Regions from separate parts of the Mus musculus genome. Here all the other regions are linked to region 3. The links are chromatin contacts, called in public Hi-C and HiChIP or PLAC-seq maps. All regions are on one chromosome and are shown on one strand. The core of a region is the stretch at or near the end of the contact, and the rest is flanking DNA. Distances in the headings are between cores, read along the strand shown. Region 1 overlaps Thrb (thyroid hormone receptor beta). Region 2 has its middle 130 kb from the start of Nr1d2. Region 3 holds the start of Thrb (thyroid hormone receptor beta). Region 4 overlaps Thrb (thyroid hormone receptor beta). Region 5 has its middle 180 kb from the start of Nr1d2.

Region 1 (4,129 bases), core at 244-2,743, 360 kb before region 3:
GCTTGCATAGCAAGCACTTTACCAACTGAACATCTCCCCAGCACCCAAACATTCAAACATCCACTGGGTAGGTCTAATCTGACTATCGAAATGGTCAGCCCAGTGTCCTGGACAATGCTTCAGACTACCAGTTTCCATTTCATCTGCTAGTAGAAAAGCAGGGCACTCACTTCCTGTGACCAATGATTTGAAAGACTGAGGAAAATCATGCAAGGGAATATGGTAACGATAAAATTACAGCTTAGATGTAACTTCACAGGCTTTTCTGAAGGGAAATAAACAGCAGAGTAGAAAAAAAAGCATGCTGTTGTATCATTAGAGTTTGTTTCCATAATGGACCTCGGGTACTAGGGAAAAGAAGAAGAATGTGTGAGGAGGTGAGCTGCCTCCTGGTACAGAGAAATGAGACAGCAGAATGCAAACACCTATGTGGCTTCCCTGTAGATTTTTACCCATAAGGACTGCACATTCCTGGGTTCGTGATGAATCTGTTAGCTTACTGTGACTAGTTGTCTTGGGTACTAAGGATCCTATGCCCAGTATGTAACTGTGCCCTGATACCAAGCTCCAGCATCAGCTTGTGTTTACCTGTGGAGAGAGGGCCTGCTTAGCTGCCTTAGCTTGCTCAGAGGGCATTCCAGCAATAGCATTGACTTCTGTCCTCTAAGCCCTCAATGACCCACCTGGCTTAGCATATCTGACCTTACCACCTTTATCCCACAGATTGCCTCTCTTTTCTACTGCATCTCTCTCTCTGGATCTTTCATTCCTCTGAAGTCCCTACTTCAGTCTGTTGTCTCTGCTCACTGAATTCTGTCTACTCCTAGACATTTTGCTAGATGACCTCATCTGAACTGATGTTGATCTTCTCTGCATACTCATAGTGGCCAGTAGGGGTCACTTTTATGGCACTGAACATCTCTTACTCTTATTTTTCATAGTTAAATAGGCACTTATCAAAGATAGAGCCTTCTCAAAGGGAAAGGACAAAGCCTTTGTGTTTCTGCCTGATGTGCACCAGGCCTTTGGATGAAGTAGGGCAGACCACTTTCTTGTTCATACATGACCTTGCCAGCACATATCCAGTAAATACTATAGGCCAGATTTCACTCTTGATGCTGAGATTACAGCAGTGAACAATGTCTCTCATAAGATAAACTGCCTCATGGTAAGGGATGATAGGCAAGAAAAAGAAATTCACTGAAGAACTATGGTTTGTGATAAGCCTGGAGATGACATGTCCACCATGGTCAGGAGACAGGGGGCACCAAGGTCCTGGTGACAAGCAAAGTAGTCAAGGCTTTGGACTGAAGAATGTCAAAGAGACAGCCGTTCATGGAGTTGAAGAAGAAACATTCAAGGCAAGGAAGAAGCCAGTAGTTCTATTTTGAATGGGAAGTGTTCCTCATGGTTTCACATACTCCACACTCCCTGGGGTGCTGTTTGAGAAAGTTATGTAACCTTCAGGAAGTGGAGTGTGACTGGAGCAAGTAGGTCACTGGCAGGTAATCTACCAGGTTTATAGTCAAGCTTCCACTTCCTGTCTCTTTGCAACTTCCTGAGTGTGGCTGCCAGCTGCCTCCTGCTCCTACTGTCGTGCCTTCTTGGCCATTATGATGGCTAGTTTTTACATCAAATTGACACAAGCTGGGAAAGGAGGAAACCTCACCTAAGGACATGCCTCTGTATGATCTGGCAAGGTACTTTTTTAAATTAATGATTGATGGGGAGGGGCCCAACTCATTTCAGGTGTCTATCCCTGGGCTGGTGGTCCTGGGTTTTGTAAGAAAGTAAGCTGAGCATAGGGAGCAAGCCAGTAGGCAGCATCTGTCCATGGCCTCTACATCAGCTCCCTCAGGTTCCTGCTCTGCATGAGTTCCTGTCCTGACTTCCTCAGTGATGAACTCTTACCTGAAAGTATAAGATGAAATAAACCCTTTCCTCCCCAAGTTGCTTTGGTCATGGTATTTTACTGCAAAAATAACCCTAGCTAGTATGGCCATGGGGGACAATTTTTCTCGAACTGTAATCCAGAATAAATCTTCCTTTCTTGAAACTGTCCTTGTCAAGGATTTGGCCAAAATATCAAGAAGAGTTACTGATATAGCAGTGCAAAGTTCTGAGGACAGGAAAGAGACCCAGGTGGGTAAAGCCTGGCAGAGAAGCATCATTTTCAGTCCCATGGACCACAGGAGGACAAAAACATCTTCTAAATACAGAACAATGTTCACTGAAGGGCTACAGTGAGGACAGAGGCTAGATGAAGTGTATGGCTGTTTGGTTTGGGAAGGGATGAGCAAGGAGAAGCTGCTGTGGCAGGTTGAGGTGGGCTGGACTATGGGCTCACTGTAAAACATCCAGAAGTGGAGACCCTATGAAGATGCACTGGAACTCCCAGCTCCCTAGCTCCTCTGGGCACTAGGGACAGAGAGGTATGAAATGGGGTTCAGGTGTGTGTACAAGTGTGGCATCTGTCTCCATTCAGCACTGGGGAGGCTGAAGTTACACAGACCTCTGCCAGCTGGCTCTCTGGGTTGAAGTTTCCTTAGCATTGTTTCAGATAAGTAGGAAATGTGGCCAGTTGGCCTTGTTGCAAATGGACGGGTGAAAGCCAAGGACATCTTGGCTTAGTCTGGCAGCTCCTTGGCACTGGCAGAGTGGCATTCAACCAGGTGGATGAGTTCTTCTCTCTGTTCAGCACATTGTATGCTCACACCATTGGAAAACAATGTAGGACACTCTCAGGGCCCCGGTGCCTTGGACCTGACTCCAGGCTTACTCGTTCTGGGATGAATGAGGTAAGATGAGAGTTGTACAGTGTAGGGAAGATGCCTGGAGCACAAGATGCCAGGCACCTCTGTGTCCATTCCACTGATTAGTTTTACCCCACCTGAGGTGGACACAGGGCAAATGACCAGAGAGGGAAAGAAATAACTAACTCAAGCTTACACAATTAGGAAGGATTAGAGCCAGGTAGTCTGGCTTCAGTGTCTGCTCCTGAAGCTAGGCTCTCCTGCTTGTTTCTGAAGTTTCTGATTGTGCCCTGACCTCACCTCACAGACCACACATGGACCTATCTGATCCTTCAGTCTGTGTGTGCCCCGTCTGACACTGTCTCAGCTGAGAATGTGGTCATCAGGCAGTGACTCGGCAGGGGTAGAAATAGGGCAGATGTGCCCTGACTTGAAAGGCCACATTTCATCTTTGTACAGAAAGTTTGCCAGCTACACCTTTGTAATGAACCAGGGAGGAGAACAGATGCGCTGTGTCCCCAGATAATGATGTACACAGCTCACCGCAGTGGGCATGGATTTTGTGCCATTGTCTTTCTGCCTCCCTGGGAGAGGGTAGAAACGAGCCTGCCTCCTCAGTCTGATTCTGCCTTCATAACAGTGTCTTCAGTGTTGAAAACACTTCTGTTACCTCAGTGACTGAAGTAGATTGAAGAATATCATGGAAAGAACATGATTTTCATGCTTTGTGCGTGACTTGACACATGGCTTTAGGCTCATTATGGATCTTGCAAACGTTCCTCACTTGCCAAACACTCATTTTCTCAGAAGGAAGCACAAGTCTGGGAAGCAGATGAAACCACCATCGCTTTTCCTGACTTGGCTGGATCCTGACCTTAAGGGATAAATGATGAAGGAGCTCCTTTTGGGGACCAGATACTCACCCCTAATCAAAGGATAGCTGCAGCTTCCGTGACAGCATGAGTCTTAGCCCTCATGGCTACTGCACTATTAAGGTCACAAGCCTGTCACATTTTTTCAAGAACAAGTTGGGACATTAGAACATAAAAATTAATGAATTCGTATGCAGTGTTCTAAATACATCAGCCATGTAGGAAATATAAACCCTAAAAGGTCCCTTTGACTATGGAAAGTTCATAATTATGGAAAACTTTTGGTACATGTATAGTGTTCTAGTTTGCTTTCTGTTGTTGTGATAAAACAATCCCACCAAAAGCAACTTAGGGGAGGAAAAAGCTAATTTAGCTTATACCTTCCTTGTCATAGCCTCTTATTAAAGGGTACCAGGGCAAGAATTCAAGCGCAGCCCATATTAGACAGTCCCTTCTTATATCAACACAATTCTTTACAGAATTGTCACATAAGTCACAAGTCAA
Region 2 (4,170 bases), core at 634-3,133, 440 kb before region 3:
TCAAAAATCCTGAAAGTCTTTGAAATACTTCCAAATCTGCAAGTGTTTTTCACTTATGCCACTGGCACAGTATCACCAGTGCCACAGTATATCATGAGAGTATGGAACAGGGAACAAGACACAGCCACAATCATGATGTCTGTGGGGCTTACCTCTGATCTGTACCCATTTTGTTTTCTGGAAGATGCAAATGCCAACCCAAAGATATTTTCCCAGAAGGATGGACCAGCATTTTGACTCAGAACAAAGCAGAAACAGGGAGCAAAGCCAACCACAAAAAATAACATTCTCACTGGAGATTGAGTTCCAAAAATAGCTTCAGTAGCCGAAGATTGCAAATGATTGCAAGAAAAACATGTATCCAGGCTCAGCTTGGGCTGTTCCCCATGTTTAGGAGAACTCAGACTTGGGGCCCAAGTTGTAGGCATGTGGGCATAATGGATGCCATGGAGACGCTCTGTTCAGAAACATTAAAAATAATCCACTTCCTTAGAACTAAACACCAACCCAAGCCAACAGGAGTGCTTGGTGAGGGACAGAAATAGCTTCTCCACTCCTCAGGGCTTTCTTCCTCTCCCTTTTCATTAGTCTCCATCTTCACAGATCACCTCATCTATTTACTTAAAATGGGATTTCAGACGACAAGCAGCTCAGCCTCCCCAGCTTGCACAGCCCCCACCCCAAGAAAGTGGGGATTATATAACTTGTTTTCAATTGTGCAGACAGTGGAAGATTCACATGTTCAGGCTGGTGAGCTTCCTGGACAGAATTTTAAAGTGTTTATCTGAAGTTTATCCAGACAGGAAGCCCAGCTGAAAGCAGAAAGGAGCCAGGCTCCTAGGCTGAGAGACCCACTTGGCCAGGGTAGATCTGGGCTAAGACACTCCCTAGGAGGCACAACAGGAAGGCCAGGGGCCTCTGTTTGACTTAGGATGCCCCTGATGTAGGTGATAATATCAGGAATGCTTACTGGTTCCTGTGACTATGTGGTAAGCTACCCTGGCACTGCCAGGTCCAGACACTTTGGGGCTCAGGGTCCTGATGAATCTGGAAAGAGCTAAGTAGAATTGTCACCACCTGAAGGCTCTTCTGGGCTTTGATGAGACAGGCTGTTGACCTACCTGTTGCTGGGGCCCTGCCTGATTTGCTACTGAATATCCCGTGCATCTGTCTAGCATGGCATTCTGGTGGGTCAGCCTGTCACATGGGAGCTGACTCCTTGGTAAAGATTCATAAGAAAACTGGCAGACGTGAGTGGTTTTTCTGATCTGGTCTCTTGAGCATACAATGGTTGTGTCAAAGCAGTCCCAGTCCATTGGCACTCAATGGGAGAAGACACGGTAGGGGGTCATGAAAAACCACAGTATGAGACATATATACTCACTTTCTCCCATATAACCTCATAAGACATATTATACTACTATAACTCTCTATGTTTTATAGTGGAGAAGATGTAGATTCAGAGCAATTAAGTATCTTGCTTTAGGTCACATAGCTAATAGATGCTTGGGACAGTATGTAAACCCAAAGCTGTCTGTCTCCACGTATCTGGTACTACTTCACAGCTGCAAGGTGTTTTAAAGTTGGTCATGGCAGCTGTTTTCAGCATTTAGGAAACTTTACTCATCATAGAATGCTAATACATGAAGTGTCTATCAGATATTCTGCCAGCCTCTTCAAAACCCGGGCACTGGTCTCAGGGTGAAGTCGAGTTAGTTAGAGAAGCATTTTGGGTAAAGATTCAGTTGCTTATCTGCAGATGAGGTCTGGGCTACTACTCAGTTAGCCTGCATGATTGTAGAGACTTTTCCAAGACTGAGCAAACAAGAAACAGATGGGCCATTATAGGAGTTGAGAGCTGGTCATTAGCCAGGCAGTGCAGGCTGAACTTCTTGCCTGTCTGGACACATGGAGCCACAGAGAGGGATGTGGAGACTCTGTGGTTGAGATAGATGCTGTCCCTCATTATCCCAGCTGGGCAAAATAAAGTGTGTGTGTGTGGGGGAAGCAGTGTGTGTGTGTGTGTGTGTGTGTGTGTGTGTGTGTGTGTGTGTGACCTCAACCAGAGCAGGGAGGCCAGGAGGCTCCACCTGGTGGAAGCTGAGATGGAGTTACAGACCCCAGGGGAGAAATTTCCATATTCTTCCTCAATTCTTTCTTCTCGTCTATGGACTTTTTTATTAGATATTTTCGTTATTTACATTTCAAATGTTATCCCCTTTTCTAGCTTCCCCTCCAAAATATCCCCTATCCATCCCCCCTCCCTGCTCACCAACCCATCCACTCCCACTTCCTGACCTTGGCAGTCTCCTATACTGGGGCATATAACCATTCACAGGACCAAGGGCCTCGTCTCCCATTGATAACCAACTATGCCATCCTCTGCTACAAATGCAGCTAGAGCTATGAGTCCCACCATATGTTTTCTTTGGTTGGTGGTTTGGTCCCAGGGAGCTCTGGAGATACTGGTAAGATCAAGAATTAGCAAATGGAATCTCATAAAATTGCATAACTTCTGTAAGGCAAAGGACACTGTCAGTGAGACAAAAAGGCAACCAACAGATTGGGAAAAGATCACCATTCCTACATCCGATAGAGGGCTAATATCTAATATATATAAAGAACCCAAGAAGTTAGACTCCAGAAAACCAAGTAACCACATTAAAAAATGGGGTACAGAGCTAAACAAAGAATTCTCAACTGAGGAATACTGAATGGCTGAGGAGCACCTAAAAAAATGTTCAACATCCTTAGTCATCAGAGAAATGCAAATCAAAACAACCCTGAGATTCCACCTCACACCAGTTAGAATGGCTAAGATCAAAAACTCAGGTGATAGTAGATGCTGGTGAGGATGTGGAGAAAGAAGAACACTCCTCCATTGCTGGTGGGATTGCAAGCTGGTTCAGCACTATGGAAATAAGTTTGGTGGTTCCTCAGAAAATTGGACGTAGCACTACAGGAGGAACCAACTATACCACTCCGGAAAAACACAGAAGATGCTCCAACATGTAATAAGGACACATGCTCCACTATGTTCATGGAATATTTTAGAAAGAGACCTAGACCAGAAGATAGGTGAACTAGGGCAGAATTCCTACCTTATACAGGAGTCAAGGGAAATTGTTGACATTACATAGAGAATCATCTAGTTGTCAGGCATAGCCACAGTTCATGTAGAACTCTGTCTCTCTACCTGTTCTTTCCTCTTTTCTGTAAGGGTGGCTTTTGGGATGGGACCACTTTTTCTCTGACTCCCTTGAAGCTAGGTTGGCCAGCAGGATACTTGAGGCTTTCAGGTTCTATCTCTAAGATGACAACTTGATTTTTTCCCCCTCCTTTTCCACAACAAGGAGATGGTGGCTGTTGGAGCAGACATCTCAGACAGAGATGGAAGCTACTGATGCAATCTTACTAGCTTATTCCCTTTGCTAATATAACAGGGTAGCTTTTAAATGGTGTCCCTGTGAAGAAGCAAGAGTGCTGTCAGAACAGGTCTTCAGGAGGTCTGCCTGGTAAAGATTAGGTAGAATGGCTTTGTCACCTGTTACTAAAACTCATAGAAAAAGTTGGTAAAAGAGCCCAGCTTCTTCTACTCTTGTTTCTAGAGTGTCTCTGGCTGGAAAAGAAAAAAAAAAGCCTGGATTAGTGTTGCCAGAAAAAATATAGTTGACCCAGTATTACTTACATTTCTGACATGCAGTTTTTCTTTAAGTATAACTATTTTGTGTGCTATTTGGCATGTTTGTGCACTTTTTTCTCAGTTAAATTAATTCACATTTAACTGAGGCATCTTGTACTTTTATTTGCTAAGTCTCCCACCAAGATACAAGTCTCTGCTGGACTTGAGGAGTTAAACTTATTTGAAAACTGGTTCTTTAGGGAGTAAAATACCCATGAAAGGAGTTACAGAGACAAAGTTTGGAGCTACGACGAAAGGATGGACTATCCAGAGATTACCCCACTCGGGGATCCATCCCATAATCTGCCACCAAACCCAAACACTATTGCATATGCCAGCAAGATTTTGCTGAAGGGACCCTGATGTCTCGTATGAGGCTATGCCAGTGTCTGGCAAATACAGAAGTGGATGCTCACAGTCATCTATAGGATGGAACACAGGGCCCCCACTGGAGAACCTAGAGAAAGCACCCAAGGAGCTGTAGGGGT
Region 3 (3,864 bases), core at 249-2,748:
TAATAGTATCTATTTAACATGGGAAAGCAATAAGTTATTCTTCACTAATTTCTTCACATAAAATGGCTCAAGCAAATGCACTTTTTACTTAATATCTCTCCGGGTCAATTGAAGCACGGCCAATCAGCATGAAAACACTCTAAAATCTGCCCCTGTCCAAAATACTTCCCACGAAACACCTTTTCATTAATGGTACCAAGTTCATGACTTCTTTCAGAACGGGAAATAACAAGCTGAAGTGAATTAGGGAGATCAGTCATCCAGAATATTCAGAATGAATCACAGAACGTTTCTTTACCAAAAAGAAAATTTTATTCCTTTGCAACACAGTGAGGATATTTCATTACAGTATCATCAAACATGCTAAACCAGAGATAAATCATATAAAGAAACTCCCCAACGGGTCTACACTACTTAATACGGTCATCGTTAACTAAATTGCTTGCTGTGTTCTCCTTTTCATGCATTGAACAAAGAATGTTCAGTTTTAAACAGGTCTTTAAAAACTGATCACTAGTATCTAGGATCAACCACACTTGAAGAGGAGGAATTTATGCAATGTTATTTTCTGATTCGACAGTCTTTGAGTTCTTCATGTGTGTGCAAAGGGCAGAATGGGATAGCGAACCTGCCTGCCCAGGTATTCTTTTCTTTATTTGACTCACTATAGAAATGCTTAATAGACCCTTTAAAAACTTCCCATTTGGGGCAAATTATACAGTTAGCCTTTAATTAAAAACAAACAAACAAACAAACAAAAAACCAAAAACAACCCACGTATGCACACTCCGCCCCCTCCCTCTTAAAAACAAACCAGAAGGCTTTAAGAATTAGCTCCAATAATAATCCCACTGCAGTCACGGGAAATCTTCCTCCAAAATGACAACTAACCCTAACAATAGAAACCCTCCAAAGACGTCTTTCCCGGTCTTAGGGAGCACAGCTGACACCACCCGGATCGTCACAAACATGCAGAACCCAAAAGAAGCAAAGGAAAAGAGCGATTCTGGAGGGAGGGAGCCTGCGGAGCGGATGAGAGGCAGACTGGCACTGAGCAGCAGCTTATTCAGGACCTTTCTCCTTTCCAAAGCCTGGAGTTCCTGTGCAGGAGCCAAAAAGATGGGACACGAGACCCACAGTCCCTTTAAATCGCCCACCCCCGCGCCTGTCAGCCTCTTCCGAACCCCCATGCCCTACAACTTCCTCCTCATGGAAACTTCCACTGGGTTCGGAGCCCAGGACGTCAAACTCCATTTCACAAGGAGCTTGTCCCTAGTTGGGTTCTGGCTTCAGGTCCCTGCACCGGGTGCCCGAGCCCGAGAGGAGCCGGTCTCAGAGGCCAGCTTCAAGGACAGAGCGCGTCGCTGGCCACCCGCGCCCGGCCCGCAAGACCTGTAGACCTCCCCCCACGCCCGCCCACCCTGCCAAGTTACCAGAGCGCTGGAGCCTGGAGGTGGCGCCCCAAGGCGGCGTGCTGGCGAGCTGCGGCCGAGCAGCCGGTGGCCTCAGCTCTGGTGCTCGTATTAGCCATGCAAAGTTAATCCCGCCGCGTCACGCCGGCCGGCCGCCCGCCCAAGGCTGCGCCGTGCTCGGCCGAGCCGCAGTCTCCTCCCCGCTCCGCCCCCTCCGCCACGGGGTCCAGTACTGCGCGGGCTCCCGAGCGAGCCCTATTCCCTTGACCTGTCAACTCTCCTCCGGCGCCGACGCTGAGGGGCGCAGCGTGGGTCCCAGGACACCGGCGACCTCTCTGCCGCGACCTGCGCGGGCGGCGAGGTGCAGGGCCGGAGTCTCCGACTCCGGAGGACCCAGCGCGGTAGCCTTACTAGGGACTAGGGTGTCAGCTCCTCCGCCGCTGGCGAACCGCCGACCGTTCTTCCCCTCTGGTCCTCTAGCCTGTTCGATTCTCCCAGCAGCTGCGGCAGGCTCAGGCCACCCTGGCTCCGCCAGAGTATCAGAGACGAAATGGCTTCCGGGCTGTGCTCCCTGCCACTGCCCGAGCAACCCTCCACTCGAGTGCCCTGCGCACCTGCCGCTTATGTGCAAATGTCCCCCGCTACGACTCTGCGGTAACGGCGCCTTGTGCGCCACCCTCCCCCGGGGTCACGTAGCTGCGGGTCTGGTGGACACGCGTCCACCCACCCAACTGCAGGAGCGTGGAGGATCCATTTGAGCCATCATTCTTTTAGTTGAAGAGGTAGGAGTGTGACAGGGGGTGGGGTAGGGTATGAATGACAGGAGATAGAGGGGATCTCCAGGGGCACAACCCTCCTGAGTCGCCCGACAGGCGCGGCAGGTGTCACCGCGCTCCTCCTTCCGCCCCCAAACCACTTGTGGTGCGCTTGGAAACACGGGGCGCTCAGATCCTCCTGTGGCTCTGGACGCTCTGCTCCCCCACACCAATGGGCAATGCCTTGCTTGCCCTAAATGAGAAGTGCCCCCCCCCCCCAACACCTCACTGAGTGTGTTCCGGGTTGGTTCTACAAGTAGGGTTTAAAGGGACACCTCGTTATTTCGCCTCTGTCCTAGAAATATAAGTACAAAACCAGAAGACAAAAATAATCTCCACCCTGGAAGGGTTCTGCACTTGCAAGCATAGCGCTGAAATGTCCATACCTCAAGTTCCGAAGGTCAGGTTGGGAGAAAACAGCGGGCGACAGTGTGCTGTTCCAGATGACCCAGGCAGTCTTCCAGCTACGCCTTGGAGGTAGGTTTTATTGGAAAAACGCAGAGTGCTCAGAGAACTCGCAGCCAATGGGAAGTTAACAATTGCGACAAAACTACTTTGATTAAGGACCGAATACAATTATGTTCTTATGAACACTGTTAAAAAAAAATACCTTGAAAAATCTTTCTTCAACATACTCTTGTAACACGGTATAAAAGGGAATGATGTCTAGATCATTTTAAAGAGTTGTCTAGATTTCCCCACGGGTGATAAGGCCCCCCCGGGGGTGTTATTTGGGCAGTCCACAGGAAAGGAAAAAGAAGAAAGGCCAACACACCTCCTGTCACAGCATTAACAACTGTGGCGAGTCAGAAGCAGGACTCAGGAGAGAAAGCAGCTGCTAGAACGTTGCCTTTCCCCGCGGCCAGCACAGACTCGGCTGCCCTTTGAATTCTTTGTAAGAAATCCGTGTTTTATTCCTCACCCGGAATGAAGCTTCACTAAGAACTTGCCGGCTCTAGAGTGAAGGTTGTTTTGCAGGCGAGTTCCTGGGCTTTGCTCCAAAGCTGCCTTGGGAGGTTTTGGTTGGTTTGGAGGAAAGCTGCAGCTTCTCCTACCCAGTTCCTAACCAGACAGCCCCCTGGTGGCTGCAAGGAAAAGCCTGGCTTGGCCCAGGTCGGGGGGGGGGGGGGGGGGGGGGGAGACTTGTGAACAGCTCTGTAATAAGTTAGAAAGGGGAATTCAAGAGGCCCCTGGGAAACCCGGAATCCCTGGACGTTATACTTCTAGTATAATTCTGAGCTATGTTTTTTCTTAAATTCTTTCTGAAGAAAACCACATACTAAAAATGAACTATAACAACAACATCAAAAGATTACTTTTCTTTGTTCAGATGGTTTTGTCTGATTTCATTTTGCTTGGAAAGTTATGAAATGAGAATCAGTGAAAGTATTAAACGGCTTACAAGACTGGTTGTAACAGTGTTATATAATCGCAACGCTCCAACAGGAAATTTGGTAGGATTCTATTTGAATGGGTATTGAGAGAGCAGAGCTGGTGGGGTGGTGGTAAGGGGTTACCATAAGAATCTGTTACACAACACAGTGTCATGGGAATTCTCAGAGTCATGAGAACTCCTGGGAAAGCAAAAGATATCCTAACCTGGGAGCACAGGGTCTCAGGTGCCATCTTTGCTGGCT
Region 4 (3,960 bases), core at 1,410-3,909, 340 kb before region 3:
GACATAAGGACACCTATGGAGCCAGGTGTGGTGGTGCATGCCTTTAATCTCAGCACTCCAGGCAGATCTCTGAGCTTGAGCCAGCCTAGCTTACTGAGTTCCAGGACAGCCAGGGTTACCCATAGAAAACCTGTCTCAAAACACTATCACACCACACACACACACACACACACACACACACACACACACACACACACACACACACACAGGGCCTCTTTGTTACTATCCATCATTTTTAGCTGTAACTTCCACCTTGACATAACTTAGTCAACTAAAGGAGTCACAATTGTGGGATTGCCCAGATAACTTTGCCTTGTGAGTATCTGTGAGGGATTGTCTTGGTTGTTCATTGATTTAGGGGGTCTTAGCTCACTGTGGGTGGTATTACTCTCTGGGTAGGTGGTCCTGAGCTGTATAAGAAAGCTAGCTAAGCATGGACAAGCCAGCAAGTAGCCTTCCTCCATGTTTCTGCTTCACATTCCTGCCCTGACTCCTTCAATGGTCCTGGAATGTTCTGTGGCCTGCAAGTTAAGCCACTAGATATTTTTTTAGAATGTAACAGTTTAGAAATTGTTTATGTCTATGCCTTTTAGAAAGTTTAGAATTCTAAATGTTAGAATTGCTTGGGGAGTTAAGAGTCACCTTGACTTTTCATTGTGTTTTCTCTCAATTCAAATTTCTATCTTATATTGTTGTAAAAGCACTGTAATATTGTTACATTTTCTTCGAAAACAGTTTGTTATATAGAAACATGAACCTTCTTTCTACAAAGTGCTAAGTGTGCAGGAAGTTACACACCTCAGCAGAGTTAAGTGTGCAGGAAGTTACCTCAGCAGCATTAAGTGTGCAGGAAGTTACACACCTCAGCAGAGTTAAAAACTCACAAATCTTTCTGTTGCTAAAGTAGTACAGATTCTGGCCACATACACTGTTGGTTTGAATAAACCTTGGGGTGTAGCTTTTTTTTTTTTTAATCTCTTGACACTCTTGAAGATGATGTTACATTTGAAGACCTTTTCCCTTTCCCAAGTTGCTTCTGTATCATATTAAGAGTGTCTTTTCACTCTTAGGTTCCTTTCTGGGTTTGTATTAAGTCCCCACAACCTGTGAATTTGAATTGTAAGCACTTAAAGGCAAGGGCAGGAAGAAAGCTGGGAGGTTTGGGAAGAAAGGTGGAAGAAGGAGGGAAGGGAAGGGAAGGAAAGGGAGGTGGGTGAGGAGGAAAGATAGAAGAGGGAAAGTTGTTTTTGTTTTTTGTTTTTTGTTTGGCTTCAGTACAAGTTTTATTGTAAACTCTACAGGAAATAGAAGTCTGTCTCTGGCTTAGAATACATCCCTATTTACACAGACAGCATCGGCTGCTTGGACACTACTCTGGATTGAGTTCCTTGTCTTTATTTTCTAATCTAGGTTGATGGATCAAAACATAAGATAATGCTTATCTTAATTTTACTAATTAAGATTGTTAAGTAGGCAGATGTAGACTCCATTTGGAGACGTGAATAGACCAGTATGTTTTTGTCAAGAATCTCCCAAAGAAAAGTTTGCAGAGCACAAAATTATCTGATGGCAAATTGATTCCATTTATTACAGGCTCTGCTGAAAGCCACTTCGAATAAATTCTGGAACGTAATTGAGTTTAAGTGGCTTCAAAGATTCTGCCTAATGGAACCCTCAGAAGTGGGCATAGACATGCAGAGCCACAGCAGAAAGGCTGTGGAGCAAACTCGTCTCCTCAGACAATACACATAAAATGGGAGGAGAAACAGCAAAGCAGATTGATTGGATATTTAAAAATTATGCTCTAATGTTCAAAGTAAGTGTTATTAATTTATTTTCTTTTTGTTAGTTGTCCTTCTGTTTTAAAAACACAAGAACAAAACACCACACTATTGCAAACTTCCATTTAGTTATACATGATTTAGGAAGAAGGAAAATTCAGATCTTGAGAACATCAAAAATAAAGAGGGCCTCTGGGCCCCTGGAGGCCAAAGGTCATCAATGTTGACATCTCTTTCTGTAAGCCTGATGTCCAGTGGTTGTCTGGGAGAGTGCAGATGCTGAGCTGCAGTCTGTGCTGGGACACTGGCACTTACCTTGCAGCCTTCACAGGTGATGCAGCGATAGTGGTACCCTGTGGCTTTGTCCCCACACACTACACAGAGCTCATCTTTGTCTAAATAGCTGGGGATATACCCTGCAAAGGACAAAAGAGGAAGGTGAAGAAACAGTATCATGTCATGTACAATAGATACAATAGTCATGGACTTCCCAGGTGAAGACATCGGCTCTAAGGAGTTGAACTTCGCTTAGGGTCAGGGGAGAAACAGAGACTTCAATCCATCTCTTTTAACATCTGCTGCCAAGAAGGAGTTGTGCTTTTTCCCCGAAAAACCAGAGAGCTGGAGAGAGATGAGCACAGGCACCTGAGGCAGATTGGCAGTTGGACACACAGCCAACATTGCTGAATGCAAAGAAAGAATCCAAGTTCTGTTGACTGAGGAAAGAAAACTTAACCACAATGACTCCCTTGGGGTCTGTGTTGGTGGATCAAACTCCCTCAGAAGGCTCAGGTTAAAAATAACATCAGAACAGCCTACTTCCTGCCTGTGCCTGTTTCTTCCTGTTCATGTGGAGCCCATGGCCACATGCCCACACGTATGCCAAAGACACATGAGCCTTTAGATGAGCTAAACACATTAGAAAGGAAGTGCATGGTTTGTTGGTATGTGAATGTGAACAGGCAGCAGAAATGAAGCGTCCCTTGGTCTTGGTGCTCAGGAAGGTCTTGGGTTCAGGGAACTTTTCTGAGTTTCAACTGTGACTGCCCAGGTTAAGAAGACTTGGCTATGTATTTTCCTATGACATTTTCATCAGCCCTTTGGGACAACAGGTCACCCTTGACTGATGGCTTTTAAAGCAGAAAAGGCACGAAGAAAATAATCCTTCCCTTTATATCTTAGAAATGATTTATCTGATACTAATAGGAAAGTGTTGGTGCTTCAGATGCACATGGAGGGCTTTGCAGGCTGAGGCTGAGGCAGGATTGTGATTTCGATCACACCAGCTTTTCTTAGCTTGCTTTGCTCTAGCAAATTGATGTCCATTTGTTGGACTCAAAGTCGCTCAAGCATTCTATTATTTCGTTTTATTATTGTTTTACTTATTTTCATTTTTTAAAGATTAGAAAAAATATAACTTTATGTGTATGTGTTCGTGGGGTTAGTATGTACACGTGTATGTAGGTGCCCATGAAGGCTTGTAGCCCCTGGAACTGGAGCTACAAGCAATTGTGCTACCCAGAGGGAGAGGTGGGAACCAAACTTTGGCGTTCTTAATGGCTGAACAATCTCTCCAGCCCCTCATCAGTAAATTATTTAAAAAAATAATTCTGGAAGAGCCCTGCAGCAAGGACAAAAGGAAGGGAATGGTTTGTCTTCAATCACTCATTATTGATGACTCTAGTCAGAACCTCTTTAGTACACATAGTGCTAAGCAGTATGGAAGGCACACGTAATATAGAACCAAATGAAACAGAGCTTCTTGCTGTGGGAATCCTGTAAGCAACCAGTTCTGCTTCTCTAGTTCTGTTCTGGAAGGAAAAGTGAGAGAAAGACTATGGAAAGTTTCTCCACATCACTGTTGAGAACTGTACATGGAGACCACACTCAGATACCAGCCACACTTAGTAGGAAGATGTAATGGCTAACCTTCACAGTCAATTTGACTAGGTTTAGAACAACAGAGGAGCCACACCTCTTGGCATATAACACATCTCTGGGTGTTTCATGACGGTTTAGCTGAAATAGGAAGAGCTATGCTGACCATGGGTTGAATAAGATGAAGCAGGGTGGGGCTGGGGGTAGGGGAGGTATGGACTCATCTTTTTAATCTTTCTGAGTTTCCTGGTAAACACAATGACTGTCTCCCATTCTTGCAGTCATACCTTCTCCACCACTA
Region 5 (4,000 bases), core at 203-2,702, 400 kb before region 3:
AATAATGTAATGATTGTTATGGTACCAAGTTCCAGCCTCAGATTTGTTGGGGATTCTGAAGAAGGGGTGTGTAGGAGCATTGGAAAATGACTCTCAAAGTCAATTGTGAGTATGAGCTGATGGCCTTGTAGTCTGCTTGAGATGGCAACCCAGAAAGCTCTCTGTGGATAGCACTTGGCTCTGTAGTTTGCTTGAGACAGCTCTCTCTTGCTAGGAAAATTCTATAAGTTCTCTGGATATAGCTCATGGCTTTTCTGACCAAAGTCAGAAGAGCTGCTAGAAAAAAATTCTTGAGTTTTCTGATCAAAGTCAGTAATCTTGCTAGAAAAATTCTAAAATAGCTGTGTTTGCTCTCCAAGCAGTTCTCTCTGGGTAGCTCTCTTTTGCAAACCAAAGTCTAGTCTTTTATTTCCATAATTTAATCATTTACATAGGGTCACTTTTGATTATCCCATGAGTCAGTATTTTATGACTTTAGCCCCTTGATTCTTACAAAAAGACAACAAGTACACTTTTTTTTAAACACATGAATTTCTTGACTTTGTAAGCACAGGCAATAAGCTAGCTGAGCAGAATTTTGCCCTGAGATTATCATTCCAACTATACCCAGATCTAAATTTACTCTGTCCCAGGCTGACCTTGAACTCAGGAACCTGCCTGCCTTTGTAAGCACAAATTTAGCTGAGTGGGATTTTGCCCTGCAGTCACCATTCCTGAAATCTCTTAATTTCCTTCCTTAATATCTTTCTGACAAGCTGGTTCATAGAGCACTGAGCTTTGTTTCTTTAGGTCTGTGAAGCCTCTCATATAATTCATACTGCATTCTTATATTTTGCATAGTTGAGAAATTATACATTGTTAAACTCATGTTTTCAGAGTTCTTTCCCACAGCCTTAAGACCTATCCTGAAGGTCTTAGTGTTTACCATTTTGCTAGGCTGGAGTAGATGAAGGTGGGGGCAGAACATCTACTACTGTTGTTTTGCTACATGTTCATGTTGTCCAAATATCTTCTAAATATTTGTTTATATTCCAGGATTAGTGCTAATTTCAACCTGGACAGGAACTTTTTTTTTCCCCCCCAATGGTTAATAGTTAACAAAGAGACTCACAACTAGTTCAAATGCAGGGAATAAGTGAGTATTGAACACTTCACCCTAAATGGGGTATCTATAGCTGCAGTCTCCAAGCTTCAGAGAATATTGCTGAAGAGGAAAATAGAAGAATGTAGGAGCCAGAGGATGAGAAGTACTGTGCAATATTGTCATCTCAACAGGACTTGTTCTGGTGGATGGATCCACACTCATGAATGTGTGGGCAACACTTCTTGGTTTTAGTGGGTGTTGTAGGGTAACCACCAGAGAACACTTGGACATAGGTTAAAGCAAATAGAAACCCTTTATTAGCAGGCTAGTGACTATACTAGGTGTTCAGGACCCAACTGCACAACGAGACTTTCTCAGGATGAACTTTTAAGCACAAAACCACATCCTGGGTTAACACACATCAGTTACCAAGAATAGTAGCCAGAAGCAGAATTACAGAAGTCAAAAAAGCAAGATTAGTATGTTTAGAGAATTTCCCAGAACTATGGACTATGAATGAGGTTTTTGTTCTCATGGCAGGTGTTGCTGCCTACATCTCGGTCCCAAGGTTTGAATGGTACTTTCATCAAGATGTCAGTTGTGTTAAGGTCTACAGACCTACTAGTGTCTGAGGGTTTGCTACATTCCCCACTGGTTCTATTGGTGTGAGTCAAATGGTAGTTTCATCTGGGGTCAAGGGGTTATATTATCTCCTTAGTACCAGTAATTTAACAGAATTTAGTATCTGTTTTACATAGCTAAGTGGATAGTTAACCAAGCAGGGTCCTATAGTGAGAGCTGCCAGCAAATGGAATAATGGCCCATCCAGGGCTGTAAGTAGAGTAGTTAACCAGGCAGACTAGGAGAACAAAAGATTGGTACCAGTTGTTAGATAATTGACATCTCCTTTTTCTTTTCTGATGGTAATTTTTGACTATGGATAAACTTTCTTTAATTATCTCTGAATTCTTGGCATTGCAGCAACAAATTTCTCCCAGTGTCATATAAAAGCCTTCTTGCTTCATAAAGAGGAGATTCAAACCTCTTTGATTCTGCAGAGCAACATCAGCTAAGGAATATAACTGGGCTTCCAGACAGGAAGAAGAGTTTTCCTGATGGCCTATATCTATGTCTACTAGAATATTGAGTTCCTTAAAGTCGTTATCCTCATAGCTAGGAGTAAAGTTCCAACTACAGAAGAGCCTGAAATGCCTGCCCCACCAATAGGGAATAAGATTGTGGACTATTTGCAGTGTATGGGGAAGCCTAGAATCTAGATTTAGGCAGACCTTGCTTTCTACTCCATTATAGATGAACATCTGTAGTATAACATATACAATGATGAAAAGGAATAGGGTTTCTTCCAGGACAAACAATTAAGAAGATGCACACTTGGTTAAGCTGTTAGTGCGAGCAAGCTAGATAGACCCTGGAGCCAGGAAATACACTTAACTGCCTTTCCTGGAACTAACCTGCTTAGCTATGGCTGCAGTAATCTTCATAGGGGAACTATCATAGAGGGTATCTTGATGATATCAAACAGGCAACCTTCTCGTGGAATATCCCCAGGGTGAGCTTAGGTCATCCCATTTACAGCTGTTAGGATTAAAGTGGAACTTTTTGTTTGATTGGTTCCAATCCCAACATAGTATGGGGGCTTGTGGTCTGGGCACAGCCAACAGTTCTGACCTATGTCAGGTTGAGAATGGTTAAAGAACTGTTAAACTATTTCTAGCATCCCAAACACTAAGTCTGGCTTTTGCTGGGCCTTTATCTTAGAGGTTACTGAAGGAATTCCAGGGAAATTGGAGTTTGGGAGCTTGCTATCTTTATATATATAGTTGGGTTGCTCCCCAACCCACCCACTCCTGCTTTATGGCCCTGGCATTCCCCTGTACTGGGGCATATGATCTTCATAAGACCAAGGGCCTCTGCTGATTAGGCCATACTCTGCTACATATGCAACTAGAGACACAACTCGAGGGGGAACTGGTTAGCTCATATTGTTGTCCCTCCTATAGGATTGCAGACACCATTAGCTCCATGGGTACTTTCTCTAGGTCCCTCACTAGGGGCCCTGTGCTCCATCCAATAGATGACTGTGAGCATCCACTTCTGTATTTGCCAGGCACTGGCATAGCTTCACGAGAGGGAGCTATATCAGGAAAATCTGTCAGCAAAACCTTTCTGGCGCATGCCATAGTGCCTGGGTATGGTGGTTGTATATGGGATGGATCCCCAGGTGGGGCAGTCTCTGAATGGTCCCTCCTTCCATCTCAGCTCCAAACTTTGTCTCTGCAACTCCATCCCAAGAAGGAGTAAAGTATCCATACTTTGGTCTTCCTTCTTGAGTTTCATATGTCTTGCAAATTGTATCTTGGATATGTCAAGTTTCTGGGCTAACATCTGCTTATCAGTGAGTGCATATCATGTGTGCTCTTCTATGATTGGGTTACCTCAATCAGGGTGACAACCTCCAGATGCATCCATTTGCCTAAAAATTTCATGAATTCATTGTTTTTAATAGCTGAGTAGTATTCCATTGTGTAAATGTACCACATTTTCTGTATCTATTCCTCTGTTGAGGGACAGCTGCGTTCTTTCCAGCTTCTGGCTATGATAAATAAGGCTGCTATGAACATAGTGGAGCATGCGTCCTTATTACAATTTGGAACATCTTCTGGGTATATGCCCAGGAGAGGAATTGCTGGATCTTCTGGTAGTACTATGTCCAATTATCTGAGGAACCGCCAATCTGATTTCCAGAGTGATTGTACCAGCTTGCAATCCCACCAGCAATGGAGGAGTGTTCCTCTTTCTCCACATCCTGACCAGCATCTGCTGTCACCTGAATTTTTGATGTTAGCCATTCTGATTGGTGTGAGGTGGAATCTCAGTGTTGTTTTGATTTGCATT

What was found. A called contact is a pair of places that touch in the nucleus more often than the background predicts. HiChIP or PLAC-seq counts read pairs in DNA pulled down with a chosen protein or histone mark.
Region 1: a Hi-C map of regulatory T cells shows a contact between it and region 3, with 7 times the contacts expected there. The contact joins the enhancer-like site here to the promoter of Thrb in region 3. A contact is called at or near these places in 12 of 39 promoter capture datasets (the 3T3-L1 cell line, the HPC-7 cell line, cranial neural crest and 7 more), 1 of 15 datasets of contacts at CTCF or cohesin (large pre-B cells), 11 of 484 Hi-C or Micro-C datasets (CD4 T cells, CD8 T cells, adipose-derived mesenchymal stem cells and 6 more), 10 of 115 datasets of contacts at active chromatin or transcription factors (the 230-238 cell line, SST interneurons, bone marrow-derived macrophages and 6 more) and 3 of 9 other capture datasets (embryonic stem cells, liver and pancreatic islet).
Region 2: a contact with region 3 is called in a Hi-C map of uterus, with 4 times the contacts expected there. The contact joins the enhancer-like site here to the promoter of Thrb in region 3. A contact is called at or near these places in 5 of 39 promoter capture datasets (hippocampal neurons, liver, maxillary cranial neural crest and 2 more), 3 of 484 Hi-C or Micro-C datasets (cerebral cortex and uterus), 1 of 115 datasets of contacts at active chromatin or transcription factors (neural progenitor cells) and 1 of 9 other capture datasets (pancreatic islet).
Region 4: a contact with region 3 is called in an H3K27ac HiChIP or PLAC-seq map of double positive thymocytes, with 7 times the contacts expected there. The contact joins the enhancer-like site here to the promoter of Thrb in region 3. A contact is called at or near these places in 4 of 39 promoter capture datasets (embryonic stem cells, liver, pre-B cells and 1 more), 2 of 484 Hi-C or Micro-C datasets (CD4 T cells and CD8 T cells), 5 of 115 datasets of contacts at active chromatin or transcription factors (DN3 thymocytes, bone marrow-derived macrophages, double positive thymocytes and 2 more) and 3 of 9 other capture datasets (embryonic stem cells, liver and pancreatic islet).
Region 5: an H3K4me3 HiChIP or PLAC-seq map of the 230-238 cell line shows a contact between it and region 3, with 5 times the contacts expected there. The contact joins the enhancer-like site here to the promoter of Thrb in region 3. A contact is called at or near these places in 3 of 39 promoter capture datasets (embryonic stem cells, hippocampal neurons and liver), 2 of 15 datasets of contacts at CTCF or cohesin (the NIH/3T3 cell line and large pre-B cells), 1 of 484 Hi-C or Micro-C datasets (cerebellar granule neurons), 3 of 115 datasets of contacts at active chromatin or transcription factors (the 230-238 cell line, bone marrow-derived macrophages and large pre-B cells) and 1 of 9 other capture datasets (adipose tissue).

What each region holds. Positions count from the first base shown.
Region 1 is chr14:18,019,320-18,023,448 of GRCm38.p6, reverse strand. All of the region lies in intron 7 of Thrb (thyroid hormone receptor beta), which reads right to left. Among named protein-coding and RNA genes, the nearest start is that of Nr1d2, 220 kb to the left of the region's middle. Within about 2 kb of position 1,493, at least 40 of the 459 cell types and tissues checked have an H3K27ac peak or open chromatin away from gene starts, as enhancers often do. A contact at or near this core is called in CD8 T cells, SST interneurons, memory CD8 T cells and 3 more, where this site is marked.
Region 2 is chr14:18,103,529-18,107,698 of GRCm38.p6, reverse strand. No RefSeq gene overlaps it. Among named protein-coding and RNA genes, the nearest start is that of Nr1d2, 130 kb to the left of the region's middle. Within about 2 kb of position 1,883, at least 11 of the 459 cell types and tissues checked have an H3K27ac peak or open chromatin away from gene starts, as enhancers often do. A contact at or near this core is called in second pharyngeal arch cranial neural crest and uterus, where this site is marked.
Region 3 is chr14:17,658,594-17,662,457 of GRCm38.p6, reverse strand. Thrb (thyroid hormone receptor beta) reads right to left here and starts at 1,498. Exons shown (of 10, transcript NM_001113417.1): 1 at 1,434-1,498. LOC115488350 (serine/arginine repetitive matrix protein 1-like) reads left to right here and starts at 880. Exons shown (of 3, transcript XM_030248233.1): 1 at 880-1,226; 2 at 1,294-2,194; 3 at 2,527-2,542. The coding sequence starts at 880. The coding sequence ends at 2,170.
Region 4 is chr14:18,000,765-18,004,724 of GRCm38.p6, reverse strand. Thrb (thyroid hormone receptor beta) reads right to left here. Exons shown (of 10, transcript NM_001113417.1): 5 at 2,097-2,197. Among named protein-coding and RNA genes, the nearest start is that of Nr1d2, 240 kb to the left of the region's middle. Within about 2 kb of position 2,659, at least 66 of the 459 cell types and tissues checked have an H3K27ac peak or open chromatin away from gene starts, as enhancers often do. A contact at or near this core is called in CD8 T cells, DN3 thymocytes, bone marrow-derived macrophages and 3 more, where this site is marked.
Region 5 is chr14:18,056,628-18,060,627 of GRCm38.p6, reverse strand. No RefSeq gene overlaps it. Among named protein-coding and RNA genes, the nearest start is that of Nr1d2, 180 kb to the left of the region's middle. Within about 2 kb of position 1,452, at least 2 of the 459 cell types and tissues checked have an H3K27ac peak or open chromatin away from gene starts, as enhancers often do. A contact at or near this core is called in the 230-238 cell line, where this site is marked.